Regions from separate parts of the Hordeum vulgare genome. Here region 2 is linked to region 1. A link is a contact called in public Hi-C data. All regions are on one chromosome and are shown on one strand. The core of a region is the stretch at or near the end of the contact, and the rest is flanking DNA. Distances in the headings are between cores, read along the strand shown.

Evidence for each region. Hi-C and Micro-C count contacts between places; a contact is called where the count stands out from the background.
Region 2: a Hi-C map of leaf shows a contact between it and region 1, with 6 times the contacts expected there. The contact joins two enhancer-like sites. A contact is called at or near these places in 6 of 6 Hi-C or Micro-C datasets (leaf, seedling and an unstated tissue).

Annotation. Positions count from the first base shown.
Region 1 is chr3H:326,405,718-326,413,032 of MorexV3_pseudomolecules_assembly, reverse strand. It overlaps LOC123443749 (protein ROOT HAIR DEFECTIVE 3), which reads right to left. Exons shown (of 23, transcript XM_045120271.1): 23 at 6,892-7,315. The coding sequence ends at 7,197. Among protein-coding and RNA genes, the nearest start is that of LOC123443749, 12 kb to the right of the region's middle. Within about 2 kb of position 5,937, at least 2 of the 3 cell types and tissues checked have open chromatin away from gene starts, as enhancers often do. A contact at or near this core is called in leaf, where this site is marked.
Region 2 is chr3H:326,770,007-326,777,234 of MorexV3_pseudomolecules_assembly, reverse strand. It overlaps LOC123443751 (DENN domain and WD repeat-containing protein SCD1), which reads left to right. Exons shown (of 31, transcript XM_045120274.1): 24 at 1,310-1,374; 25 at 2,096-2,219; 26 at 2,314-2,495; 27 at 2,594-2,665; 28 at 2,760-2,920; 29 at 3,045-3,083; 30 at 3,809-4,017; 31 at 4,454-4,817. The coding sequence ends at 4,549. Among protein-coding and RNA genes, the nearest start is that of LOC123443751, 28 kb to the left of the region's middle. Within about 2 kb of position 5,239, at least 2 of the 3 cell types and tissues checked have open chromatin away from gene starts, as enhancers often do. A contact at or near this core is called in leaf, where this site is marked.

The DNA of each region.
Region 1 (7,315 bases), core at 4,688-7,187:
GTGGGCAAAAATCCCCAAATGACAAAGGTGGACTAGGATTCAACTCCAACAAGAAGAAGAAGTCCAAAAGCTTAAAGAAGAAGGGCCAAGAACAAGTCAAGAATTCCGCCAAGATTGTTTGCTTCAAGTGCAAAATTGAAGGGCGCCATGTTAGATCTTACCCTTTAAAGAAGAAGACCCAAAGTCACAATCAACAAGGTAAACGGCCACAAGTTCAATCATATACTCAACTACAAGCTGAAGAAAGGCCTCTTCCCAAGAAGACCCAAGCCAACACTCCTCAAGTTGAGAAATGAATTCAGAAAAAGGTAAATGGTAGATGTTGCTACTTATGTCGTGAGAAGGGTCACTTAGCTTGTTCTTGCACGAGAGGTAATTTATCAAACCCAATCATTATTGATTATAACTATTCTCTTGGGAAGGATAAGGTTGGCATTGTGTTTGTCAAGTTTGTTAGTACTCAAAGTGGTGTCAAGAAAGGTACCATTTGGGTTGCCAGGCTTATTGTGACTAACCTCTTAGGACCCAACTTGTTTGGGGACCAACAAGCTCAAACTTGATCAATAGGTGATGGTGGAGGACATTGGAGACTTGGCTACATGATGAAGAATTAAGGGGTCTTCATCATTCATCCTGTCTCAAGCCAAGTCATTTGGATTATCGAGTTTCTATCTTATATCTAATATGCCTCCTTGCGGTAATTGAACTTAAATTGTTTACATTGTTAGTTACTTGCCCATTTGCATGTTGTGGTTTTGTACCTTGCATGTGTTTGTACATGTTGCGCTTCCAACTTGCTTATCTTGATTAATCAAGTATGTGTATATTGGTTTGCACATCATGTACATGTGAGTCTTGTATTGAGCCTTTTTGCATCTTGTTTGTATCATTGTTGGCTCTTTCGAGAGATTAATGGATTATCCCATTTTGGGGGAGTGATGTGCTTTGCGCGCCTCACAATCCTATAAATGTGTATACATGAGTAATACCACTTAGTATTGGTATTACAAGTTTATCTAGTCTCTATGTGGTATGCCCTACTCATAATAAATTTAAATTCTAAATGGTCCATTAATTATCTCTTGTTGGTTTTCATTTGCCACTTGTTAATAAATGTTGGGTTATCACATTATGTGGGAGTAATATGCTATGTGCATATTACAAGCCTAGAAAATGTGTATATTTGAGGTATTGCCACTTAGTGTTGATATTGTAAATTATCTTGTTCCTAGGTGGCATGTTAGCTCTACAAGTGTCATTTGCTTTTGTTTTTGGTGTAAATATGATGTTGGACATTTTTGCAATCTACCAATTGGAATTATTTCCAAATACTTCTTGTCCTTGACAATTGGTATTTCCTTCATGTGGTAGAATTTGCTAATCAGCTTTACATTGGACCTTTTAAACATGTATAGTGCTTCTATAGATATAGATAAAGTGATGATCCCGTCTTGTGCATTCTTATTCAAGTGCAAATTCTATATAATGCACATCTTTTGGGGGAGCTATCCTATTTTCTTTAGAACACTCCTTCTATGTGTTCATCAGAAAATGTTTTGATCCCCATCAATTGTGTGTTGGTGGTAGGCAAGTCCTTTTCTTTATGGTGCTTTGTGCCATCGTGAAAATTTATCAAAGTTTGGTTTGTTTGGAACCTAGCTATCTTTTGGAAACTCGATACATCGTGTTTGTTTTCCTTCAATTGGTATCATGTTTCTCTTTATTTGTCATGTGACAATGGATATCTCATTCCTTGATGTATTTTTTTAATTGGTATCCTTCAAGTGATAATTTTTGTTTGTTCTCTTATTATCACTTGATACCTTGTCTTTTGGTGTCTTATCAACTATGTGTTGATTTCATTCTTGAAAGACTTGAGCATGCATATTTACTATATATAGGTTATTTGGCATGCTTTCTTTCTTTGACCCAATATATAGGAGAAACTCCACCATGTCATAAATTGGCTAAAGTGTGTATGAAATTTAATTTCATATCCATATGCACATATTTATGTGGAGTTTGTCCTATGTATTGTTGGTTTTCTAACTCTTTGTTCCCAATGAGTTTGGGGCCCATTTTGTTTGTGTTGTGGTTCTAGGAACAATTGGAGATGCATTGGATGCTTGGCTCACCTACAAGGAAGGTGTTGACACCATGTGCTTATTGAAGCCAAGCTAGGATGATCGATGAACCATTATCTACTACATCAATCCATATGTTGTCTCGGTAACAAGTATCTACTTCATGCTTACATTTCTTGCATTCAACCTTTCGTAGGTTGCATCGTGGCATGAATTTCTTGATTCATTCTTGTGGTACTTGTTTCCTCTCTCAAAGCATCGCAACGATGATGTATTTTTCTAGTTGCGATGTCTTTGATGTTCGTGAATTGGAAGTTCATTTATGTATAATAAGAAAATATTAGGCCATGTGCTTTGCTTCCAAGTAAAGATCTTATTGGTATATTTATGACTTCCTTATGGATATCTTGTTTGTTCCTTCTTATAACTATTTCGTGTGTACATCCTTCTTTGTGGATATATATCATAATTATTGTATTCTACCTAGAATCCTTTACACATGAGAGAAATTACATCTCTAATTGATATCCTCTTTTCTTTCACGTCCACTATTGCATTTCATTTTTCAGTTTTTGGTAGTTTCGTGAATGGATTTGTCTTGATTGCGGATTGTATATCACTGCACTCATTGGTGGTGAAATTATTTTTCTCCGCATGCTTGTCTTGACGAGGGTTTTGCCACTTTGATTGGTCTCCCTCCTCTTGACAAGGTTATCATTTCCTATCTTCACCATGGGTTGTCACAACCGTTGGTTCTTAATTTGTTTATTAGTAAGCTTGTGAACACATTTGCTAGTAGTGTGTGTGGTAAGGATATGTCTTGCACTCTGTGTCTCATTTCATCAAGACTATGTTGATGAGTAATGATCATCCTTATCTTAGTCCTCTCAAGTGCTTTGCCATGACTCACACACATCATTTTGGTTGAGCCTATTCTTAAGTTGCCTCTTTTACATGCTTCTCAACCATATGTTTTGTGCAAGTGATATGCTTATTGTCTTATGTAATTGCTTGCACTTGCTGTGTGTTTTTATTAATTTTGGGGGAGCAACAATCCTATTTTGTGCACTTGCAAATACAATAAATTCTTATTAGTGCACAAATCATGGGGAGCTTCTTTAGTTTTGATAGAACACTCTTTTGCCCATATCATAATATCATTTATTCACGTGGATCGAAGGACCGTGTGATTGTTTGTTCCAATTGGTATCTTTTGATTTCTTGCTTGCTTCTCTCTTTTGTATGTCCTTGTGCCATACGATCCTTCTTGCAATCTTTAGGTCCTCAATATAGTTCGTTTTTCTCCAACTAATTAGCATTGTGCATTTGTATTTCTTTGCACTCTTTTGTCAAGAAGTACACATTTTATAGAGGACCACCTATTATATTGGATTTCTAAATTTTTTGTCCATTTTGGCAATCGAGCCAATGGGGGAGAAGCTTAGAGAGTTTAGTTTGTAGATGTTTAGAGAGTTTTGCTTTTATTGCTTAAGCATTTGCATCTTGAACCCATGCATTATTTCTTTGCATGTGTGTGCTTGGTTATGCTTATTTCTTTATATAAACTCTCTTGTAGTGATTGTCGTCAATTACCAAAATGGGGGAGATTGTTACAGCATATTTCTCCGTATGTGGTTTTGGTAATTGATGACAATCCCTATGGACTAATGGTTGCCTTAAGTTATATTCGAAGGATTTGTCCATAGGCACTTCTTGAAGTCCATTTGTTGCTTTCAAGGAATTTATATGATGACCAAGGTGGTATTCAAGGTATTATCCAAAGAATGGTCATAAATACACAAGGTTGATCAATACTAATTTAAAGAGTAAATCAAGTTGATCAACGCACAAAGCTTACAAGATGTACCGAGAGGGATCAAGTGATCCCATGGTATGGTAAGCATTGTCCATTACGCTTTTGTGTACTAATCCATGGTCTTCGTGAGAGTTATGTGTGGGGTTAGGTGTGTTTCCATGGGCTTGAGTCAAGAGGAAGATCTCATACAACCCATGAAGGATGACGTCAAGTGATCGTCATTAAGATTGCGGTGTGCAAGTTCAAGTGGAGCATCACGAAGATATCTTGCTTGCAGCTTGTCGTCCTTTGTGGTGGCAAAGGACTTGTTAAGATGTACTGGAGAGTGGCTCACCCATAGTGGAGTACGGGGGAGCAATTTACAAGTCTTCATCGAGCCAGTGCAATCAAGAAAGGTGGTCCATCTTAAGGAAGTTAAGATCGTCATCATCTAGCTCAAGTGGACTTGGAAAAGATTCATGAAGGGATGTCCACACTCAACAATGTATTGTGTGGGAAAAAATCCCCAAATGACAAAGATGGACTTGGATTCAACTCCAACAAGATGAAGAAGTCCAAAAGCTTAAAGAAGAAGGGCCAAGAACAAGTCAAGAACTCGGCCAAGATTGTTTGCTTCAAGTGCAAAATTGAAGGGGCCCATGTTAGATCTTCCATTTAAAGAACAAGCCCCAAAGTCACAAGCAACAAGGGAAGCGGACACAAATTCAATCACATACTCAACTACAAGCTGAAGAAAGGCATCTTCCCAAGAAGACCCAAGCCAACACTCCTCAAGTTGAGAAATCAATTGGGAAAAAAGGTAAATGGTAGATGTTGCTACTTATGTCGTGAGAAGGGTCACTTCACTTCTTCTTGCACGAGAGGTAATTTATCCAACCCAATCATTATTGATGATATCTATTCTATTGAGAAGGATAAGGTTGGCATTGTGTTTGCCAAGTTTACTGGTACTCAAAGTGGTGTCAAAAAAAGTACCATTTGGGTTGCCAAGCCTATTGTGACTAACCTCTTAGGACCCAACTTGTTTGGGGACCAACAAGCTCAAACTTGATCAATAGGTGATGGTGGAGGACATTGGAGACTTGGCTACATAATGAAGAATTAAGGGGTCTACATCATTCATCTTGTCTCAACCCAAGCCATTTGGATTATCGAATTTCCATCTTATATCTAATATGCCTCCTTATGGTAATTGTACTTAAATTGTTTACATTGTTAGTTACTTGTCCCTTTGCATGTTGTTGTTTTGTACCTTGCATGTGTTTGTATATGTTGTATATCTTGCATGTTGTGGTTTTGTACCTTGCAGGTCTGGTGCTCGACACCTGTCTTCCTTACAAAAAATTCATGTCTAAGTGTCACCGTGAATTGCTATCTTACCAAAATTGGTACGTGAATGGTGTGTTGGCTATATCGGCTTTTGTAGTAAACGTGGGTCGCAGGTTCGAGACCCTGTGTACCTATTTGCAGTGCATTGGTTAGATTTTTTGCAAATAAAAAAAAAGCGGGATCGTTTGGTGTAAAAATGTGTTGCAGTGGACACTTTTTCGCAGATAAAAATGGAAGGGTGTTTTGTGCAAATATGAGTCGACGGAGCGCATGGCTCGCTAACTAGTGGCGCCATACATCCGAATACGTTTTCTTCTGACCGTGTTTGTATATGATGTCAAGTTAGATGATTATAAATCTGTATTTTTAAATTTCTAACACTAAACTAAACATCAAGCGATGATAGATATTACCTCAAGATAGAAACCAGGACACCTTGGGAAACAACAACAGCAAGGGAAGCTTTCTCCATGTGGTAGATGCACAAGTAGAGCTAGTAGCTGGAAACAGAATACCGAAGTCAACCTCGCTCCAGCAGAGCTCCGGCTCCGGCTCCGGCAACGACCTCGCTCCAGCCACGCCCATCTTGCCTTCCCTCCCACACCCGACAACAGCCCGCAGTCACATCCCCGCCCAACTCCTTCCCAACGTCGCATGCATCCTCGAGCGCCGCAGCAGCCCCCCGCGCGACAAGGACTCCGTGGCTGCTCCACCAGCGATGCAGCACCGACCAGATGAAGGAAGAAGCCGCACCATCGGAGCAGCAGGGGAAGGGGCGAGGCTATGCTTCGAAACCCACGTTGTTGTCGAGCCGTCACCGACGTGATTTTAAGGATTTGTTGTGTACTTGTGTGTGATCAGGACGATGAGGTGAGGAGAGGATGGCGTGATGAGGACGAGGGAGCTGAGTGTGTGAGCGCTAGAGAGAACCTGAAGCACCTCTCACTAGCACCCGTGCATTGCAAGACAACTTTATTTGCAACGCAACGCAACGCTGCTCCTTTTTCCTTAGCACCTGGCCATAAGCTGATAAGCACCCACCATTATATACAAGACCTAAAAATCCAAGAACACCAAATTTGAGATGTTTCATGTGTACAACAGTTGCGCAGTTTATAAGCTCTGGACGAAACGTGTGCTCTAAGTAGGAACGTATACATACGTCCCGAATAAGCCTGTACAAACATAATATTAATTCAAACTAAGCTAAATCTAATCAAAAGAATTAATTTCCATTCATTCCTTTATATAAAGTGTATTTAATTTTTGATAAAATTTCAATGCAAAGTGTATTTCTTTCAGTTCTTCATAATTTTGTTGTTAGCCTTCATAAAAAGAAAAATATCTCTCTCTTGATTTCATGCATCCTTCTTTTAAAAAGGAAAAAAATAGATATCTTTCTCTTGCTTGTATTATTAATAGTAACTAACCTACACCGCTCTACATACCTAGCTCTAAGAACAGGAACTTCGTACTGAACATATCATCATGTGAAGCTCATATAATAATCATGCAAAATGCAAATGTAGCTACTGACAGATATTAACATAAATATCACAAAAGGCAAACATCCAGAGTTCAAAACATATACAGTTGGATACGCACAAATTACAATCTATGGAACCAACCATATACCATACTGTGTAGAAATGGGCCGCTTTGTTTTTCCTGTCCTCATGGGTTGGGTGGATATAACAAAAATAATCACAAATCATCTATACAACCATCATATATGACATTACCAAAAAAAAAAGATGAAATGGAAGTTATTCTACAACGTTTCTTACAAACGATTCCCAGCCCCAAAATTCCATATATGACAGCTGTGGACTCTTCCACATAATTTTCATACATCAGCTCGGGAAGGGCAAGCGTAGAAAAACCGCAAGGCACTTCAATCTCCTAGGCTCAAACCGTTGCAGCTACAACTGGGTAGAGTTTTCAGCTAAAAGCTAGGGATCCCCTCCTCATTGTGCTACCGGGCTTGAATATTCAGGTCCATTCTCTGAAGAGGTTATGCTGGAGGAACCTGCTGATGTCACGTTGCTGTTTGAACTATTCCTTGGTTGGAGTTCCGTCTCTCTCT
Region 2 (7,228 bases), core at 3,990-6,489, 360 kb before region 1:
TTGTAGCGGCGCCGTCGTGTAGGTCGGCGTGTCGATCCACGTCGGTAGCGGGGATGGCGACGGCGGCCACCGGACCTGGGTGATCGGCAGGCCCTGGAGCGCGACGGTGGCCGGGGGCGGTGGCGCGAAGGGCGTCGCCGGCGGAGGCGGTGGTGGCGGGGTTGCGTACGGAGCCTGGAGGAAAGTCTGGAGGTTCGAGACCGCCAGGTTGAGGTCGCGGATCGGCGAGGACATCTCCGCCGGGGAGAGGACAGGGGCGGGTTCGGCCGCCAGGGCCGCGGTACCGGAGGCGGCCGGACCTGAGGTGGCCGGCGGCGGCGAGTGGTGCGGCGGCGGCGGCTGCTGCGAGGTGGCGGGGAAGGCGGTGGTGGCGGCGGCGGTGGTGGTGGGAAGGTCCGACAAACTCATCGAACCCAAGCTACCTGATACCAAATTGGTAGAGGCTAGGGTTCTACCAGGTCTCGGACGTAGGTTGTGGGGGTGGAAGTGCGGGCTGTGAGGTTGAGGACGCCGGCGCCGGCGGTTGGGCGCCGTCGCGGCGTGAGAGAGAGAGAGGCGGCTAGGGTTTGTTGCTCCCGTCTCCTGAGGGAGACGACAACAGAATACTGTTTATTGTCTGCTTAATATCGAAGGGGTACATGTGTTTATATAGGAGGACAGCCTCCACTAAACCCTAGATAACTTGGACTCTAACTTGGACTCTAATATAACTTGGACTCTAAGATAGGTAAGATAACTTGGACTAAGCCCCTAATTAACCCTGCCCATTGGGCCTCCTCCGTTGGTACGTTGTACCGGTCATAACATGCTCACTCAGTTCACATCCAGTTTCCAGAAAAGAATCGAAAGCCAGATTAAAATTGGATTATTCCTAATCTTGTAAAATAGCCATATTTTGAACAATCAAAATTATCCAGGATTGCTTGTAATTGGCTGGTATTATGTGTACTATATTGGGTAACATCTTTTTTGCTTCTGTAAAATCTTGCCAAAATATGCACATCTATCTGAGGTTGTTCTACTCTAAATAAAACTTCGTTGGGGATTGCTAATAGTGTAGCCCATGATTTTGTAAGTTTCGCAATACAGTGGTTGTTCTACTCTAAATAAAACTTTGTTGGCAACTGCTAATAGTGCTTCTTACTAGTTGAGGGTTTCAGTAACATCTACGCAATGCTTGTTCATTATCTTCACCTTATTGGTCAGTGCTTATAGCTATGCTGCATCACAGTGAAATCTCTTGACGAACAATTGTGTGTATGTGTGTCCTTAATGTGGACAATGATTGATACAGTGATTTTGCATGCAGGTAAAAGTTTGGGATCCAAGTTTGCGCGGTTCCGAACTTCGAGCAACACTTAAAGGGCATACCAGGTAGAAAATGTCATCCAAATTACTCAACGGAACTGTCAGCTGTGTGAATATTGCATTTAAACATAATTTTATATCCTATCACAGTTGGGTGTATAGTAATCTGACCAACTAATTACAATTGCTCATCCGAGACACTCTAATTCAAGCAAACAGTTGACTTTTCTCAGTATACATGTTCAAGCATGCATCATTATTAATGTTATTTGGAGAGTCTTTTGCATAACGCAACTTGAACCATCTTGCAAATGCATGGATATGGGGTTGCTTGTAATAGTTTCGTATCCTATATCTGCCCTTTCAAGCATAGTTCCGTTTTGTCTAAAGTTCTGTTATATGAACCACGGAATATGATAGCCTTTTTTATCCTTTTCCTTTTTTGGCCAAGCATTGGATCAGTTCTACACTTGTTTTCGCACGACAAAAGAAGAATATTCATGCATTGGTTCTGGGAGGAGTGTTGCTCTTGATCTCATCCATAAAGTTGTTGAGAATCATAGGACAACAGTAACATTTAATTGTAAAGTATTGTAAGGTGTTTTGTGGTACTGATGGGTTCACAGTACTGGCTATCAACAGACTAGTCATAGACCTTCAAGTACTTTTGATTGGTCTTTTGTCTTTCTAGCAGCATTTTAGAGTATTCAGAGTCTTTAACTTGCCCTGCTGATTTGGCTACTCAAATTCAGTCTAGATTAACTGCTGTCCACTTGAATTCTTGCAGGACAGTTCGAGCAATTAGTTCAGATCGTGGCAAAATAGTTTCTGGAGGGGATGATCAGTCTGTCATAGTCTGGGATAAGCAAGCTTTTAAGCTTCTGGAAGAACTGAAGGGCCATGATGCACCGGTTAGCTTCTTCATCAATAGTAGTAGCTTACATATCATTGTCTCCATATCTAACCCTTACTAAGCATGTTTATGCACAATTGACACGGATATAGGTCAGTTCTGTGCGGATGCTCTCAGGAGAACGTGTTCTTACTGCATCTCATGATGGTACGGTGAAGATGTGGGATGTCCGGACTGATACTTGTGTTGCTACTGTGGGTCGTTGTCAAAGTGCAGTTCTCTGTATGGAATACGATGACTCGACTGGAATTCTGGCAGCTGCTGGGAGAGATGTGTATGTACTTTTTAACTTTGAAATGTTTTTGATGCTGTAAACTAATATTTACTTGAACAACTTTTGTTCCATTCTAATCTGAAAGGTCATTCCATCAGGGTGGCGCATGTCTGGGATATTCGTTCAAGTAAGCAGATGTTCAAGCTTCAAGGGCATACAAAGTGGATAAGGTAATGCCTCTGTTGGACTGTTGAGCATTCACATTCTCCTGAGCTGGCGATTTTGACCAGTAATTTACCTGACACAAATTCTGGTTGATTCTAGATCAATGAGGATGACTGGGGAAACGATAATAACTGGGAGTGATGATTGGACAGCTAGGGTGTGGTCTCTTACACGGGGAACATGTGATGCTGTATTAGCATGCCATGCTGGTCCCATACTTTGTGTTGAACACTCACCTTCGGATAAAGGAATTATCACTGGTATGTGACCCATTGCTTGTTTTTAAAGTTCGGTGGGTGGTCTGTGAAGTCATATCAAGTGTGTATTCGTGATTAAAGAATTCTCTCCATGTCACATGTATCTGATCCTTGATTAATATGCCAGGTTCCTCTGACGGGCTTATACGTTTTTGGGAAAACGAAGGTGATGCCTTATTGATTGTGAAAATTGCTTCATCTGTTTTTCTGTATTCACCTTTTTGTACCTTATTTAGGGAAGTTAATGTGCTTGCATTATTTGTTCAAAAGGGAAACATAGCATTTATCGCTAGAGGATACTGAGCTGTGTTACTGCACGAGTTTGCTTAATAACTGATCCACATTGTTCCAGTAATTATCCATGTGATGATGGATGCAAAGTTACATAAAATTGGAAATAATTCCATGTTATTAGCGGTGGCAGTCCTATGCACTGTATGATTAACCGAACAAGTTATTTAGCATGAATAATTTGCCGTTTAGCATCAATGCAACGTGTCATTGACTTAGATAACATGTTAGTAGTTTTTGCAATTAGCAGTTAGCACCAATCAGAGTATTGTGGACTTTTGAGTATCTATGTCTGCATATGTACTGGAACCCACATACTTATTGGCTATGTGGATACCAGAACAACATGAAAATTTACCAAACAAGGAAGAAAAGAAAAGATAGATTACTATGTCAAGTTATATGTTCAATCTTTATAATTTATGAGACACTCCTCTTACCATTAACTGATCTGTTGGATGGTAGCCTCATTTCATTATTTTATGGTTTCAGATTTATATTATTATTTTATGAACAAACACTTGTATATGAAAAAATAAATATAATGTTGATGTGGCAAAAACTGGTGAATGGAACTCAGGATATTCATTTTTATTGTAGGAGGCATAAAATGTGTTAAGAATCTGACGCTTCACTCGGCATCGGTTCTGTCCATTAGTGCCGGTGATCACTGGCTTGGAATTGGTGCCGCTGACAATTCTATGTCTCTTTTCCATCGACCACAAGAACGATTCGGAAGTTTCTCAAATACAGGATCAAAAGTTGCAGGATGGCAGCTTTATAGAACTCCCCAGAAAACATCTGCAGTGGTAATACATCTCATTGATTTGTTTAATTCCTTCCTTCATATATTATGGTACAGAGGTAGTAGATGCCCCCCCCCCCCCCCTTCGTTAGCTTATTTGTACATAACAAGCAAAGGTGCCTATTTTTTTTGCAAGGGTGCTTGTACCACATTTGTATTTTGTTCATATGCATCATTTGAGAAACAATTGGTATTCATGCTTGGCGTCTGCTCCGTGATGTTCCTGGCACAACTATGTGTTCGATCAATGTAACGGACCAATTGTTCCCAAGATGACTGTAGATAGTTATACTATATGCATATGATGTTCCTAGGCATGTCATCAAATCACTTTTTCGTAACCATCATTATAAGTTTGTAAAATTTCCAAGGTGCTATATTAACATTCATGGTTGAACAAATGCTCGGCTATTCTAAATCCTCGTTTTTTCTTGTGACAGGTGAGATGTATAGCATCGGACCTGGATAGGAAAAGAATATGCAGTGGTGGCCGGAACGGACTTCTTCGGTTGTGGGATGCTACCACAAGTATTTAACACATTACTAGGATATATATGTTTATGTAAAGAAATACCAATTGCCCTGTGATGTTGTATGTCATTTTTTGTTTTTAGTCGTCGTGTAGAAATAAGACGGAAGCCCTATTTGGTCCATCGATTCTGTAATCTCAAAAGCTGTTTTGATGCCTCGTGAAATTTTGTCTATAAGTTTAGGGTCTAGGTGACCCCTAGCCTGCCAGGTAATCCTTCCTTCCACAAATATAAAATGTTTTGCATATTTCAATATGGACTATTTGAATTGAAATGAGTGAACAACATAAATTATCTATATAAGCATGTTGTCATGGTATTTACATGTAATATATCGTCAGTTAAAAAGTAACAATGATGCTTGTACGCAAGTTATCATGTCTGCATTGCATAAAACACCTCACATGAAAACAGTTTTATTAACCAATGCGCGGGGGGGGGGGGGGGGGGGTATAAAAAGATGATAGCTACCTACCCTTTGGTCAAAAGTCATGGAGAGTTGTGCCATCGTTATCATGTCTGCATTGCATAAATTACCTCACATGAAAAGGGTCTTATTGACCAACGAGGGTTATGAAAAGACAATACAACATGTCATTAAATGTTGTGCCAATGCCATCAAGGTCGGTGTCATGATGGGACATGACCTACCTACCCTTTGGTCGAAAGACATGGAGAGTCGTGCCATCCCTCGGGGTCATTAATAGTATCCGAGAAGGCTTCCACCATTCCTACGTTGTTGTAGGAGCGTCCTATGGTAGCCAATCACATGTGACTAAGTACGTTTTGGCTAATCATGACTCAGCAACCCAGACGGTCTTCGAAGCATAGTATGGACTATCGGGGTGTCGGTCTTTGAAGCATAGTATGGACTACCGGGGTGCCGGAGGATCCTCTTCTTGAAAGCAAAGAAGGCTTGGTAGTATAAATAGCAATAGCCGAGCATAGGGACAAACAACTTGTAACTCGACACTATGACATATAATATCATCAGGCAAGAGTAGGGTATTACACCGCAATGGTGGCATGAACCTGGGTACTTCCTATGTGCTCTTCTTAGTTCATCTTCTCCGGCAATGATGATGCTCGAGGAAACCCATTGTCTTTAGTCCTTGGCCGATCTCTCAAATAGGGTTGTTTGCACAACGACCCGATGTCTCGTTTAGACACCGACATATACAATACTCCCACTATTATGAATGGTAAACTTGCTTATGTAGATAGTGATGAAATTTCTATGCTTGTAGATCATTAAAAAACTACTTTGTATGATAGCTATATGGTTGAATTTGTTCATGAAGCTACTGAAAATTATTATGAGGGATGAACATATAGATATTTCAATAATATTAAGTTTTCTATATGTGATGAAATTCTTGAAGTTGCACTTGTTTTGCCTTCCTATGCTAGTTACTTTGTTCTTCAATAAATTATGTTTTTGCAAGTTTCCTATGCATAGAAAGTGAGTTAGGCTTAAATGTGTTTGTTATATGATTCATGATGCTCTCTCCATGTTTCGATTCTTAACTATTAGGAGAGCATCATTGAAATTATCAATGCCTAGCCAGAAGGCTTTAAAGAAAAGAGTTTATCATGAGGCTACCCAATACTTATACTTTCTATTTTCAATTGTTTACATGATTAAGATATTATAGTAATCATGTTTTATATCTTTTATTTCAATAAAGTGCAAAGTAAAGCCTTTGGGTTAGTGCGGATACTTGTTGATTTGATTATGTGCAAAAACATAAACTCTATGCCCAGTATTTGAAGTTTCTCTCTCTGCCGGAGCATGATTATTTTGTTTTTTTACACAGTATTGTGATACAAATTTCCTACTTTGTCCTAGTTTTTCAGAATTTTGAGAGTCAGGTAAGTATGGTTTTAATTCATATATTTACAGAATGTTCTGTTTTTGATAGATTCTGTTTTGCGTGCATAGTTTGCTTGTTTTAGTGTTTCCATAGGTTATATTGAGCGATATAAATTATGGGAATGATAGAATACAGTAGAAATTTTGTTATAACAATTATCATTCTTGTCTTGATAGTACCTAAGTTTTGTGTGATTGAAATTTTCAAATTTGGGTGAGATACCGATATGAGGAGAATAAGGAGTGGCAATACCCTAAGCTTGGGGATGCCCAAGGCAACCCAATTTAATATTCAAGAAAGACTCAAGCGTCTAAGCTTTGGGATGCCATGAAAGGCATCCCCTTTTTCGTCTTCAACACTATCAGTATACCTCACTTGAAGCTATATTTTTATTCATCACATAGTTTTGCTTGGAGCATCATTTGATTTTGTTGAGATTTTCTTTTTTGTTATTTGTAAACATGTTTTCAATAAAATTGCAAAGGCTTGCCTTTAAGATGTTTGAATTGCATGTTTGATGTGTGTTGTGCAGAAATAGAAACTTTTGCTGTAGTGTTTGAAGTTTATGAAATTTTTATATAGTACTTTAATACAATTTTTTTATTACTCCCTAATTTTCCAGAATTTATTGAGTTACAGAAGTACACTTTTGGAATCGATTACTATAGATTGTTCTGTGTAGACAGATTGTTGTCATAGTTTTGTTATGTGCTTATCCTAGAGTTTTCATGGCCTATATTGATAGATATAAATTGTGGAGATGATAGTATACAATAGCTAATGTTTCAAAAAAAAGATGCAACTTGTCTTG